2 separate regions of the Capra hircus genome follow, and region 1 is linked to region 2. Evidence: chromatin contacts called from public Hi-C data. All regions are on one chromosome and are shown on one strand. The core of a region is the stretch at or near the end of the contact, and the rest is flanking DNA. Distances in the headings are between cores, read along the strand shown.

Evidence for each region. A called contact is a pair of places that touch in the nucleus more often than the background predicts.
Region 1: a contact with region 2 is called in a Hi-C map of blood, with 5 times the contacts expected there. The contact joins two enhancer-like sites. A contact is called at or near these places in 2 of 5 Hi-C or Micro-C datasets (both in blood).

What each region holds. Positions count from the first base shown.
Region 1 is chr18:13,346,705-13,353,576 of ARS1.2, forward strand. No RefSeq gene overlaps it. Among named protein-coding and RNA genes, the nearest start is that of IRF8, 110 kb to the left of the region's middle. Within about 2 kb of position 1,372, at least 2 of the 5 cell types and tissues checked have an H3K27ac peak or open chromatin away from gene starts, as enhancers often do.
Region 2 is chr18:13,181,653-13,188,654 of ARS1.2, forward strand. No RefSeq gene overlaps it. Among named protein-coding and RNA genes, the nearest start is that of EMC8, 20 kb to the left of the region's middle. Within about 2 kb of position 1,594, at least 1 of the 5 cell types and tissues checked has an H3K27ac peak or open chromatin away from gene starts, as enhancers often do.

The DNA.
Region 1 (6,872 bases), core at 122-2,621, 160 kb after region 2:
CTCCCTGTTAAGGCTGAGCCCAGAAAGAAAGAAACCTGGGAGAGACCCGGGAGAGCGTCTCAGCTCCCAGTGCCCCACCAGACGGGCCAAAGAAGCAGGCTCCAGAGGCAGAGGACGAGGCTTTGAGTCCCAGCTCTCCCGCTTGCCAGCTGTGTGCTCTCAGGGGAGTTATTCCACCTCTCCGGGCTCCCCACCTCTACCACAGGGACAGAGAGAAGTGTCTCTGTCCTGAGGTCACATGTAGACCACCAGAGGTGATACAGGCAGAGCTCTCACGGGGCCCTGGTGCTCAGTCAGGGTCCAACAAACGCAAGTCACTATCGTACTCCTTGTTATTGCTCGTGGAAAGCCCGCCTTGACTTCAAGGATGGTTTCATTGGATGAGACTCAAGGTGGAAACTGAGCCGGTGCCTCTGCCAGGACAGGAGAGCTTGCTCCAGGCGGGGGCTGGCGCCTCTGCTCCCGGGACCATGAGAATGGCCATCTCCTTGGCCTCAGGGTCCCCACCCCCAACACGAAAGGGGTGGAAAACGGCCAGAAAGCAAAGGGCAGGCAATGCCGAGAGCTGGCAAGGATGGGGAAGGGCCGAATCTCACACCAGGTGCTGGGAGGGCCACTTGGGACCGGAGTTCGGGGACCCTGTTGGCCATGGCTACTGCAGCCATGCCCCCGTGCCCAGCACCTCCCATCCTGGGTGGGTGCTCAAGAGACGCGCAAATAGAGGTTCACCCAAAGACGCAGACAGGCCAGCTCACAGCAACGCCGCTCCTCTCAGAGCTGGGGACTGCCCCGGCGCCTGTGACGGCGTAAGCCCTAGGCTGCGTGCGTGTGCCAGGCTGGGCCGCTGCGCCTTCCAGCGACAGGAAGTAAACCTTTGGAAAGGGTTACTCCTGGGTCTCTCCCCCGGGTCTCTCCCAGGTTTCTTTCTTTCTGGGCTCAGCCTTAACAGGGAGTGTGTGTTTTTTCAGAGAAGTAACAGGGAAGTAAACCTCCCTTGTTCAAAACACGGCCCCGACTCCAAAGAGCAGACGCTGGGTGATTCTAAGTATTAAGATGTCAAGTGCAGCAGCAGGCGGAGCCAAGGCCTGCTGTTAGAGGTCAGGAGAGTGGTCACCTTTCGGGGCGCAGGGGAAGGGAGCGGGAGATGTAAAGGGTGCTTCTCCTGCTTTGTATGCTCTGTGTCACACTCCGGTAACACACGTGCACTGAAACAAGGAAGGGCCGATGACAGGGTTCTAGGGCCCTGCTGGCTCTGCTGCCCCAGGCTTTCTCATCCCAGCCCTGCTTCCTTCTTTCAGCCCCCTGGGGAAAGGTCCCGGCGGGAGGGAGGGGACTCCTCGCTTGGGGTTTGGCAGCGCCTTCCGAGGTCACGCCAAGAGGCGGCTGTGGATGGAGAGATGAGTAAGGGCTGAATTTCCCTGCAGGGAAGACACGGGTCTGACTATGGTCTCCGCAGTGGTTTCCTTGGCGACCAGCTGTTGTCTGAAAAACAGAACAATGTGAGAACACTGCAGGGTCAGGCGAGGAAAGACCCTCTGGGGAACTCACGCACATAGAATAAGAGGAAGCAGTCAGAGTTGGTGCTGGGCAAGTGGCCCCCAGAAGCCGACCCACCTCCCTGCCCACCCTTGGAATTTTGGCATTAATCAAATGTTTGCAATTCAAATACCCTTTTCTCATTGACAGATGTTAGGTATTACAGACCTTGTGCTGGGCTTCCCACAAAGTGATCGTGGGGGCTGTGATGACATAGAAGTCATCTGCCCTCAGCTTCCCCCAGCTTCTCCCAGTTTGGAGGTCAAATGTGACCACATGACGCTTCAAAAAAGTAATTGCTCATGTTCAACTTGTCCTTATTTGCTCCAAGCCTGGTGGATCACCTCTTACAGGCCCTGCCTCCCTGATGACCGAGAGCTTTGGAGCGTTCCTGGTGCAAGGTGGGGGTCAGGCTGCCTGTGGATAGCAGGTGGACAGGCTTGACCCCCACCCCCGTTGGAGCTGCTGCTCCGGCGGTGGCCACAGGGTGTCGCTGTTGAACACCAGGCTCGCACAGCCTGAGGGACTCCTTGCCTTCCATGAAGGTGGGACTCTCAGACGCCCTGGGATTGCAACTCTTGCAGTCCACGCTCCTGGGCTCAGCTTTGGTTTTCCCAGGTGCAGCACCAGGGGTGACTGGGTCTAGAGGTGCTTCTAGCCTGGCCAGAGAGGGGATGCAACCACCCCAATGACACACAGCCAAGAGGACCAGACTCTTGAAACACACAGACACATTGTAGATATCTTGGAATTGTGAAGCAGATACTTATGCTAAGGTATTTTAGGGATGATGGTGCTCCAGCTAAAGATTCCTGCAAAGACACCCCCCTCTCAGGGAAAACAAGGATGGAATCTCCACGGGTTAGTAGAAAAACTGGGCTTTTGAGTTATGCATTTCTGTATTCAAATCCTGGTTCTGCCACATTCTTCTGTGGGCTCTGGGTAAGCTGTTTCACTCTGAACCTCATGAGATGGATATTGGAATAGTTCCCACCAAGGGCTAGAACAAGGATGGAAGGTAATGGACACAGAGAGCCCCATAAAGACTTCTCCAGGCGCCAAACACCCTCCCCTAAGGACTAGTTAGTTCCAGGCTCACTCCGGCTTCCCTGCCCAGCCTGGAATTAGCCATTCCTCCAAGGAGCTCAGGGTCTGGCACTTGTGGTGTTAAAACCTCCCCAGATGATTGTGATGGGAGCTGGTGTCAAGAGCTGCTGGCTTGGCCTGGTGGGGTCGGGGAGGGGGCTGTCAATATTCCTTCCCTTATCGTCACAACTATGTCTAGCGAACATTTACTATGTCCTAGTGGTTCATATAGAGAAGGCAATGGCACCCAACTCCAGTGCTCTTGCCTGGAAAATCCCATGGACGGAGGAGCCTGGTAGGCTGCAGTCCATGGGGTCACTAAGAGTTGGACACGACAGAGTGACTTCACTTTCACTTTTCACCTTCATGCATTGGGGAAGGAAATGGCAACCCACTCCAGTGTTCTGGCCTGGAGAATCCCAGGGACGGTGGAGCCTGGTGGGCTGCCGTCTGTGGGGTCACACAGAGTTGGACACGACTGAAGCGACTTAGCAGGAGCATCAGCAGTGGTTCATATATCATCTTATTTGACCCTCACAATAAACCCACGTTAACCAGTTTGTTAACCAGTTTTGCATAGGAAAACCCGAAGGCTCCCAGAATTAGACACTCTGTTGTGGGGGGGGCTGCACAATTAGTGGGGGATGGAGGCCAGATTTGAACCCAGGCCCCTCTTTCTCCAGGGTCCCTCCACTTGCCTGTTCTGCCTCTAATTCCTGGCTTTCCAGTCCTCAGAGAGATGAAAATCAGTCTTTCCTGCATGCCCGAGCTTGCCCTCCTCATGCCATCCTACCTAACAGTGTTCCCATTCATTCATTCATTCATTCATTGCTAAGCCACGGGGTGATGAAGATGAAAGCAGATTTTTCACGTGGAGCCACGCAGACCCAGAGCAGGCAGCTGGCATGCAGGGTGGCGGGGTTGATTTGGGGGGGTTGGTGGAGTTGGTGGGCCCAGTTGTGGACGATAGGGCCGGTGAGTCTGGCTGCCCTGGCAGGCAGAACTCCACCTTGGAGCACATGGACAGCATGCTTTTCAGACCAGATGCCACAGGTAGAGCCGGGAAAAGGCTCATACACAGAGGCAGCAAGGTTACGATCATCTAATTCCCTGTGCACAGCGACAGGCATTTACACCAGCTGTAGATACCTGGAGGGCCTGGCGAGAGCAGCCGGTGTGACCCTGGGCAGCTGGGGATTTCTCCAAGAAGGCGCACCCGGGGGGCCAGCCGCCCTGCATGGGGCCTGGCCGCATGGGCATCTCTTCCAGAACTTAGCAGGTGTAGCTTTCACAGTTACAAGGGAACACAGGCTTATTAAGGAGGCCTTGGAAAAGACATTAAAGCTGCTGCTGCACCCTCAAGTTCACTGCCGGCACACGGATGTATCTCCAGGCCCCACTCATTCATTACCCCATGTACTGTCACTTGAATTTTCGTTCCATGTTATGTCCCAGCCAGTTCCTAATAATAATAATAATATAATAATACATTGGGGACTGACAGGCACTGCTAAACCGATCTCACTGGCTCACGTCGTCCACACCAGGACAGCTGGAAACATGACCTCTCACCCCTCCTTATTTTTCAGCCAGGGTCACCCAGCGGGAGTCAGGTGGCTATGAGGTGGGCAACCCGGATTTCTTCTGATGCCTCCAACAACAGCCACTGTGTTCCTTTCTTCTCAAGGTTCTGTCTGAAGCTTCCAGGGTGCTGACGTGGTCACGATTACATCTCTGACAGCTCCGTGAATTCCTTTGGGGTCCCCTGAGGTGGGGGCTGGCGTCAGCTCTCAGATGGGCCAGGCCCTTCTGGAATCTTCTGAGCCCTGGGTATTGTGTCTTCCTTTCCCCTGGGAGGCCAAGAGTCCAGCGGGTGCCAGGGTGACCCCGCCCCTGGTCTCTCCCCCGCCAAGCCTCCCGAAATAAAGGGCTCTGGCAGATCTGCTGGCTGCTTCCATGTCTTAATCTCAGGGCTCCCCGGGTTTGGAGAGCCACCTGGGGCTCCAGGCCTGTTGGAGGAGAGGGGCCAGCCACCAGCCAGGCCTCCCTGTCTGTGCGGGCTCGTCATCTGGCTGGCCTGCTAACACCTCCGCGCCCTCCTCCCGGCAGAAGGAGATAAGCAGCTTTCCTGAGGGGTGACAAGGGGCAGAAGGTATTCTGGCCCCAATTAAACTATGCTGGGGCTCCTGGCGAGGTGCTGGCAGGCTCTGAACTCCACAACCAGGAGGGGGCTGGCGGCCGGGGCCCTGTCCCCGGGCTCATCCATCAGTGGGGCGGCTTTGATTCTGATAACGGTTTGATCTCCAGTGACAGGAGGGGCGGGCGGGGGCGTTTATGGCTCCATTTCCCCCGGGCCTTGAATGGAGCTCAGTGGCTCCAGAGGCAACTGATTTGGCCAGGAGGTGGCCTGTGTTTGGCCCCTGAGCCTGTTGGCCTCCAGACCTGTGGCTGAGACAGCAAAAGAGGGACATGAGCCCTGGTCTTGGAGAACTGATGTGAAAAGACCCTTCCCTGGAGCCACGTTTCTATTGCGTTTTGACTACTGGTCTCATCTAATTACAGTCACTGCAGGGGAGCCGTCAGTGGTCACTTCTGAGGAATCTGAGGCTCAGAGAGGGTGAGCCAGTGGCCTAAGGCTGCCCAGCTAGAAAGCAGAGCTGGGTTTCGGGCACATCGATCTGACAGTATAGCCTGATGTCTTCCTAGGACACCAGCACTCCCCAAATGCAGGGGTTGGGGGGACTGAGTGGGGCTGAGCCCTACAATACAGACTCCAACTTGGGGGGAACAGGCTGCTTCCAGGCCTTCCGATCATTTACGGGCAGTGCCCACAGGTCTTGACCATTTGCTAATCTCTTTTGAGGTTTTCCTGTTATTGTTCCTTGTTTCAGATAGAATTTTATTATTTTTACTTTCTACATGTATTAAAAAAAAATCGAAGTAACCTCAGACTTACAGAAGAGCTGCCGGTGTGGAGAACCGGCCTTTGTCAGCTGTCTCCCACCCAATACACCACCCTCTGTGTCGGTCAGCCTGCAGAAGACAACAGTGACCCACCCCTGCCATCTGGGCCTCGGGCCCCATCCCGGTCTCACCAATCGTCCCAGTAAGTTGCCCTTGACGCACTTGCAGAGCACAGACCACTTCTTTTATAGAATGCCTCTCAATGCGGTTTCCTGATGAGGCAAATTCTTCTAATATTTATTTCTGTGGCTGCACTGGGTCTTAGCACACGGGCTCCAGAGCGCTCAGGCGGGGTAGCTGAGGAACGTGGGCTTAGCTGCTCCATGGCACGTAGGATCTTAGTTCCCCGACCAGGGATCGAAGCCTCGTGTCCCCCACACTGGAAGGCCAATTCCTCACCCCTGGTCACCAGGGAAGACCTGATGTTCCCTGACCCGGCTCAGGCAGGAACGCCACGGACCTCAGGGCAGCCTGGCAGGGGATGCCCCAAGCAGGCTCTCCATCGCTTTGCACAAGCGAGCTCACAGAGCCCTCGCGACAGCCCCAGCATGTGGACAGTTATCCCTGCTTTCTCGAATAAGGAAACAAAGGCTCAGAGAGGCTGAGTCACCTCCCGCAGGCCACACAGCCGCTGAGGGGCTGACAGGGGATCTGAAGCTGGGCTTGCAGCGCCGCGTGTTCCCGAGGCGGCCGAGCGAGGCGGCCGAGCGAAGCGGGAGTGGCCCCATCCCCGCCAGCCTCGCCGTGCACCGTGTTCTACCGGGCAGGCTCTTCCGGCTGCCTAGGGCCTCCCTCCGCCCTCCCCATCTGTCTTCTCTGCTTCGCCACTGGTCTCTGGCAGAGTTCTCTCTGTGTCTCTCTTCTCTGACCATCTCTCACTGTCTCTGTCTCCCCACCTGGGCCCCCGGCCCTCAGTCAGGCGCCATTCACCTTTTCTCTTACGGTGGACCCTCAGGCCGGGTGGAGGCTTTGCCATCCCCACCTCTGGGGGCAGACCAGACCCGTCAGAGGTCCCGACCAGCCCCCAGCAGAGGCCTGGAGGTCTCAGCCCTTCCCCACAAGGAGGTTCAGGGTTTGTAAGTGGACCAGGGCTGCGCATGGCAAAGAGGAGCAGGCTCGGGGTATCTCCCTTTGAAAACTCTGTTCCCTCCAACCCCCTGACAGGGTTTATCTCCAGGAGAGCTTAGCGGGTCCCTCCACACATTCCAGGGGAGCTCGAGAGAAGGCACTCCCGGGAGCCCCCGGCATGGGGGAGGCACTGCTGATAAGATGGAAACCCCTCCAGA
Region 2 (7,002 bases), core at 344-2,843:
ATGTGTGCGAGCACATAGGCTCAGTGGACGCCTTTCATGGGTCTTCTAGGTACCAAGAGTTGGGAAGAAACAGATCTGAAAAAATTGCTGAAAAGTTCCTGGAAGCCTGCCCTAGGCATCTGAGATCAGATGAGACATTTTAACTGTAGGTCTGGTCCCCACACCCTCCCGGGCCATAGATGAAAAGCTCATATTCAGAGGGGTGAACTGTGGAGGTGTAGACCCTCGCCCGCCCCCTGCACATGCGTACCTGGTCTCATTGTGCTTTGCTTTCTTGGGCTTCGCAGAGGTGCCTTTCCCTTTTCTTTCCAAGTTGAGAGTTTGGGGCGACCCTGCGTTTATTGTTGCCGCTTTCCAACAGCAAGTGTTTGCTCATTCTGTTTCTGGGTGTCACGTTTCGATAATTCTCCCAATATTTCAAACCTTTATTATTTGTGATCAGTGATCTTAGAAGTTACTGTTGTCATTGTTTTTGTTTTTTTAGATTAAAGTATGCACATTTTTTGAGCTTCCCTGGTGGCTCAGATGGTAAAGAATCCACCTGCAATGCTGGAGACCTGGGTTTGATCTCTGAGTCAGGAAGATCCCCTGGAATAGCAGCTCACTCCAGTGTTGTTCAGAGAAGGCAATGGCACCCCACTCCAGTACTCTTGCCTGGAAAATCCCATGGATGGAGGAGCCTGGTAGGCTCCAGTCCATGGGGTCACTAAGAGTCGGACACGACTGAGCAACTTCCCTTTCACTTTTCACTTTCATGCATTGGAGAAGGAAATGGCAACCCACTCCAGTGTTCTTGCCTGGAGAATCCCATGGACTGAGGAGCCTGGCTGACTGAAGTCCTTTGAGTCTCAAAGAGTCAGATGCGACTGAGCGGCTAAGCACAGCACAGCATGCAGATTTTTTAGCCGTAGTGCTACTGCATTCTGAGCAGGCTCAGTAGAGTATAAAGAGAACCTTCATGGGCCCCGAGAAGCGAAGCATTTGAGACTCACTTTATTTCGAGGACTGGAACCGAATCTACAGTATCTCCCAGTTATGCCCACAGAAGTGTCTTCATCTTGAAGTAATCCTGAAAAACAGAACCTCAGCGTGCGGCCCCGCCCCAGTACCATCGGCACAAAAGGGAGCCCGAGGCCAGATCATGGGGGACCCATGTCCAGGCTCGCCCACGTTTACTCCACACGGAGCCTATCATGACCAGACTTCTGCTCATGGTGACTGAGCCTCGGCCACTGGCCACAAAACCCTCCACAGGTTTTTTGAAATGATAATATATAACCAGGGCCTGGAGCAGTGGAACGCTAAGCTATTTATGTTGTAAGTGAATTATGTATTTTTGTCCATCTGCACAGAACAGATCCTTCAGAAGTTTACGTAATAAAGATCCCCGTGGGTCTCAGAATCAGAAAAGCCAGTGTTTGTTTCAGATGTCTGAGCAGCCGGAATTTTTCTTTTCTTGGGCTTGAAAAATACCACAGGTTCCTCGGAGGCTGGGTTGCTGTATTAGCGTGGTTGGTCGTCTCCCTGGGGGTTCTGGTGAAGCAGGGGACGGATGGCCCCGGGGAGGCCTCTCACAGGGGCTGGGTCAGGGGGCCTCCCTCACAGCCTGAGGGGGCTGTGGGTGGCCCTCATCAAAACCATGATTCCATAGTTGGTGGTGGGGGAGGCCTTGCTCTGCTCTCGTCCTGTCTGCTAGGGGCTCCAATCCTGAGGGTGTGTCTTGGGATAAACAGTGGAGCTCAGCGTCTCCCGCTGAGACTGTCAGCCACTGGCTGATTTTCTTCGGAGTACCAACTCAGGGTCAAAGAGGCCTGTGCAGTCAGTCGGGTTTGTTTGGTTTTTTGTTTTAAAATCATGGTGAAATATTCTGGACACCGAGCACTCCACGGACCCGTCGGGTGGTGCATGAAACAGAACATTCCCCGGGACCCCTTCTCAGTCGTCCCCCAGAGGCGACACTCTCCTTGGCACAGATGTTTCTCCCCATGGGGGTTTTTTCCACCTCTTTGAAATTTCCTTCCCAAAGCGGTGACCTCAGGAGTGAGTGTTCACTCTTCCAAAGGACCTCTGAGGCTCCTGTACCTGCAGCCTCCGTGGGGCCCTGGGGGCACTTGGGCACGAGGGACGCTGCAGGGGCACCTGCGAGGGCGAGCGCTGCATCCTGGTTCTGGTCAACCCCCTCCCACCCGACCTGGGTCAACCGTGTCACCTCCCTGTGACGCTGCAGCCCCCTCCTCGAGACACCGGGGTCACAGCGGGCCCCCTCGGGACGGCTGTCAGGAGGACAGCTCCCCCACCCTGTAAGTGTCAGCTGTTACCACTGTGCAACCTGGGGCTGGGTTTGGACCCATCTCTGGGGGAGCCGCCCCACCTGGCTGTGGCGGGATCGACGGCACAGCCTCTTGGCAAACAGTGCTGAGCTCCTTCCCCAGGATACAAAAGCAAAAGAGGGGGTTTCTTCATAAGCTGTTTAGCAATCCAGGGAGGGAAAACAATCAGAGACATGGAAACAGCTCCTGGGCAGGGGGGGCGTCCACCATGTGGTGAGCCCACAGAGCCCCCGGACCTGCAGCCCGGCTGCGCCGTCGGGAAAGGGGAACAGGAAAAGCAGGGCGGGTTGAGCAACGCCAGCCCAGATTGGGGCCAGCCGACCACAGCCCTGGACGCCGCAGCCGCCGGGCGTTTGCACAGGAAGTGCCCCCAGCCCGACTCTTGGGGGCCCTTTTGTGTGTGGGGGCCTGGGGTCAGGCCTGGTTGCACTGTTCTGCACCCACTGCACTCCAGGGAGGGGACAGCCCTGGGGGAGACCCTCTTCCCACCCCAGAGGAAGGAGCAGAGGCTGCCCACCCCTTGCCCTAGGCTGGCAGCTGTCCCCAAATCCTCAGGCCAGGCAGCCCGGAACTCTCCAGATGGATTGCTGCCTTCTCATAGCTCGTGTGTTGTTGTTTTCTAAATATTTATTCAGGGCTTCCCAGGTGTCGCAGTGGTAAGGAAACTGTCTGCCAATGCGGGAGATGCAGGTTCAGTTCCTGGGTTGGAAAGATCCCCTGGAAAAGGAAATGGCGACCCACTCCAGTATTCTTGCCTGGAGAATCCCATGGACAGAGGAGCCTGGCGGGCCACAATCCACTGAAGAGCCAGACACAACTGAGCACAGCACAGCGGCTGTGCTGGGTCGTTTCCCTGGCTGTGCTGGGTCTCCATTGCTGCGAGCCAGCTTTCTGAGGTCGTGGCGAGCAGAGACTGCTCTTGATTGCGGTGCCCGGGCTTCTCGTCGCGATGGCTCCTCTTGTGGAGCACGGGCTCTGGAGCACGCAGGCGTCTGCAGCTGTGTCACGTGGGCCCTGTAGCTGCGCCCGGTGGGCTCCAGAGCACAGGCTCAGCAGGGCACGGGCTTAGTCGCTCCGCGGCACGTGGAGTCTTCCTGGCCCAGGGATCAAACTCATGGCCCCTGCTCTGGCAGGTAGATTCCCACCCACGGTGCCACCAGAGAAGTCTCATCACTGGCTAACAGCCTCTCTCCTGTGACTGCCCTGGGGGATACGTAACTTATTTCCAAAGCCTATACAAGTACCTCTGTTAGAGAAAGTTTAGAAGAAGAAAAGAAAATCTACCCACGATCCAACCGTCAGAACACTACGGGCTGTTGTAAATTTGGTATGTTTCCTTCCAGACTTTTTTCCTTAATTCATGTTTTGGCATGTGATTCACACATAGTATAGACAGAATTGGAGAGCCAGACCCAACATAATCTCATGAATATTTTTCCAAGCTGCAGTGGTTTTCATAGCTGTGCTCATCAACCCTGGGTGTTTGGACCATCATTTTGTCTGTATGGTTTTAAGAATGCATTTCAGTGTGGAAGCATTTGAAACATGCATGAAAAGAGAGTGAATCATAAAAGCAATCTCCAGGTTCTCGTCACCCAGTTTTAGCAATTACCTGCTTGTGCGTCACCCCTCTGGTATTTTTTTTTAAGGTGGTAGGATATACATAATAAAGTTTGCCATTTTCTGTTTAGAGTCACAAAGCACATTCACATTTTCCCGCAGTCATCACCACCACCATCTCCAGAAATTTTCCATCATCCCGAACAGAAACTCTGTCTCCATTAAACACTAACTCCCACTGTTTCCCCCACCCGCAGCTCTGGGAACCTCTTTTCTACTTTCTGTGTTTATGCATTTGACTATCTAGGTGCCTCATATAAGTGGAATAAAATGGTTTGGCCTTTCGTGTCTGGCTTTCACTTAGCACATAATGTTTTCACAATTCACTGGAGTTGTAGCAGGTGTCAGCACTTCATTCCTTCCCAAGACTGAATAATAAACACTCTCATACATCTGTCCCGCATTCTGTCTATCCATCCATCAATGCACATTTGCACAATTGTCTGAGCAGACTCCAGACATCATCGTGTTTTATCCACGGATATGTCAAAGTGCTCTTAAAGATGAGGACTTTTTTTTTTTTTAAAGCATCACAGTCATAACATGATTCCATGCAGACAACTTAGCAGTAACTCGCGTGTATCATCTGACAGCCAGGCAGGGTCCACGTCGCTCCAGTTCTCTCATGAACGTTTCCCTGAAGTCGGTTTGCTTGAATTAGGATCCAGGAAAGGCTGCTGTGCCTGTGAGTCTCCTGTATTCCTCTCTTCTCTGTCTGGCCGTTCGTTCGCTGAGGAGACTCGGTTGTTGTGTGGGTGGATGTCTCACAGGCTGACATGGATCGTGTGTCTCCGTGTGTCCCTGTGTCCCCCAGGCTGGGCCCTGCTCGAGCTTACCTACCTCAGAGGGTACCGTGTCCTTCCTGTGACCTTGCATGGAGCAGGAGGGGTGGCAGTCAGCACCATCACTGTATGGTTTGTTTGTTTTTTCTCCTTTACGTTTACTGTTACTCTGTTTTGAAGCGGTTTTGGACTTGCAGGCGCATAAGAGTATCTCAGAGCATCCCTGTGTACCCTTCGCCCTGAGACCCCACTCGGGTTTCCCGACAGCTGGGACCCAGGGCTCCAGCCTGCTCTCACAGCGGGACCCCATTCAGGATCACGGGATGACCTGTTGTCTGCCTGGATCTGTTCTGAGTGTCTCCTTGGCGTTCACGGCCTGGACATGTTTGAACAGTCCAGTCTTTTCTCAGATGCCTCTTGATTTGGGTTTGTCTGATGTTTCCTCACAGTGAGATGCAAATTATGCATTTTGTCTGGAAAATCACAGAAGCAATGCTGAGTTCTTCTCAGGGGTTCTGTGTTTAGGGGTGGGGCAGTGCACGATGGAAAGCTGTCCATGTGTATCCACTGACGTCAATGTGCATTCCTGGATTCCTGTTTATTCAAGGCCAGACCCTGTTACAATTGATGTTTGCTTTCATCCTCATTACCCATGCACCTCTTTTCCTTCTGTATTTATCGCTGGCTGTGCTGGGTCTTTGTTGCTCTGCGTGGGTTTTCTCTAGCTGAGACAAGCGGGACCTAGTCTCATGGGGCACAGGCTCCAGGCGCACAGGCTCAGGAGTGTGGCCTTCGAGCTTAGTTGCCCCTCGGCATGTGGGCTCTTCCCATACCTGAAATCAGCACCGTGTACCCCGCTTTGGCAGCCAGATTCTTGCCCACTGTGCCCCCAGGGACGTCCAACCAACGCATTTCTGAAAGCCGCTTTTGTACTGAGCCGTCTACAACAGGGCTTGTCCTGCAGCAGGACCTATGACCGCCTCCTTCTGTCTGAGCATGGCCTCGTTGTTCCGTGACATGACAGTTCCATCGACGGTCCCTTTATCTGTCTCCACTTCCCCCAACAACACTGCAGGGACCTTGTTCCCTGTGGGAAGCATTCTATTTTAGAAAGCACCAGTTACTAGAAATTTCTTCTTCCTTTTGAACCAAACCCACCTCACTGCAGCTTCCATCCACCCAGTCCTGCTGGCAGGAGCCATGGGCTCTACAGCCAAGTGCTTGTCCCCCCAAGGGTCACAGAAACTGGCAAGGAAGCTCCCGGGTCCCCCACAGCTTCCTGTCTCCAGGTGCCAGCTGTGTCCCTTCCAGCTCCCCTGTCGCCCTGGCCGCCGAGCCCTTGCCACCACCACTCTCAGCACAGCCCGTCTGCAGGAGTGAGTCCGCAGTGAGCACAGGCCTCCCCGTGGGCTGACCACCGGGGCCCCAGGCCTCCTTGCTTTCGGACTCCAGGTCTGACTGCCAGTTGCTGCCACTTGCATTTGGTGCTGCAAGTTACTGCTGACCCAGCCGGATCAGTGTGGCCAGGTCTGTAGGGCGAGGTGACGCAAGCTTTTTATTGGCACCCTCAACTGAATTCTCCCTGCAGCCCTGGAAACAGACGTGACTATCCATGTTTATGGGGCAGGGGTTAGCCAGTCCCCTGCACAGAGCCCTCCTCAGATTAGAGTGCAGGGGCCTTTTGGGCGGCTGTGAGCAGACCCTTAAGGGGAGATTTGGGGCCCCAGGCTGGTAGCATGGGAGGAGCTGCCCCAACCCCAGGCCAGAAGGGGTGGTGGGGGAGAAGTTTCTGGAACCAGAAGGAGAAAGTGCTGTGACTCAGCCTCCGTGAGAGGAGCAGGGGCCTGTGGTGAAGGGACATGGCCAGTGGTGGGAGTGGGGGTGTGCCCGGCAGGTAGATGCCCAACAGTGCCCTTCCCCCTCCTCCAGGCTCCCAGAGGGCTCCCCATTAGCTGACCTCCACCCTATTCCCGAGCCGCATAGGCAGAGGACAGGACGGAGGGTGGAAGATTCTGGCACAGAGGTCTAGCGGGCAGCCCGAGGTCCGAGACGGAGCCAGGGGGCTGCTCGCAGGTGGGCTCTAGACCAGGGGTCTCGGCTCGCCCCTCCTCTCCTCCCCCTCCCTCAACCCCGTGCTGTCTGTGTCATGGAGGCGCCCAGCTCCATGCCTGGCGGGCTGCGCTCCTGTCACAACGAGCCAGCTGGTGAGCCAGGCCGGTGAGCGAGTGAGGCCCTCTGCGCTCAGCAAGTGTCCCGGGAGGCCGGCACTG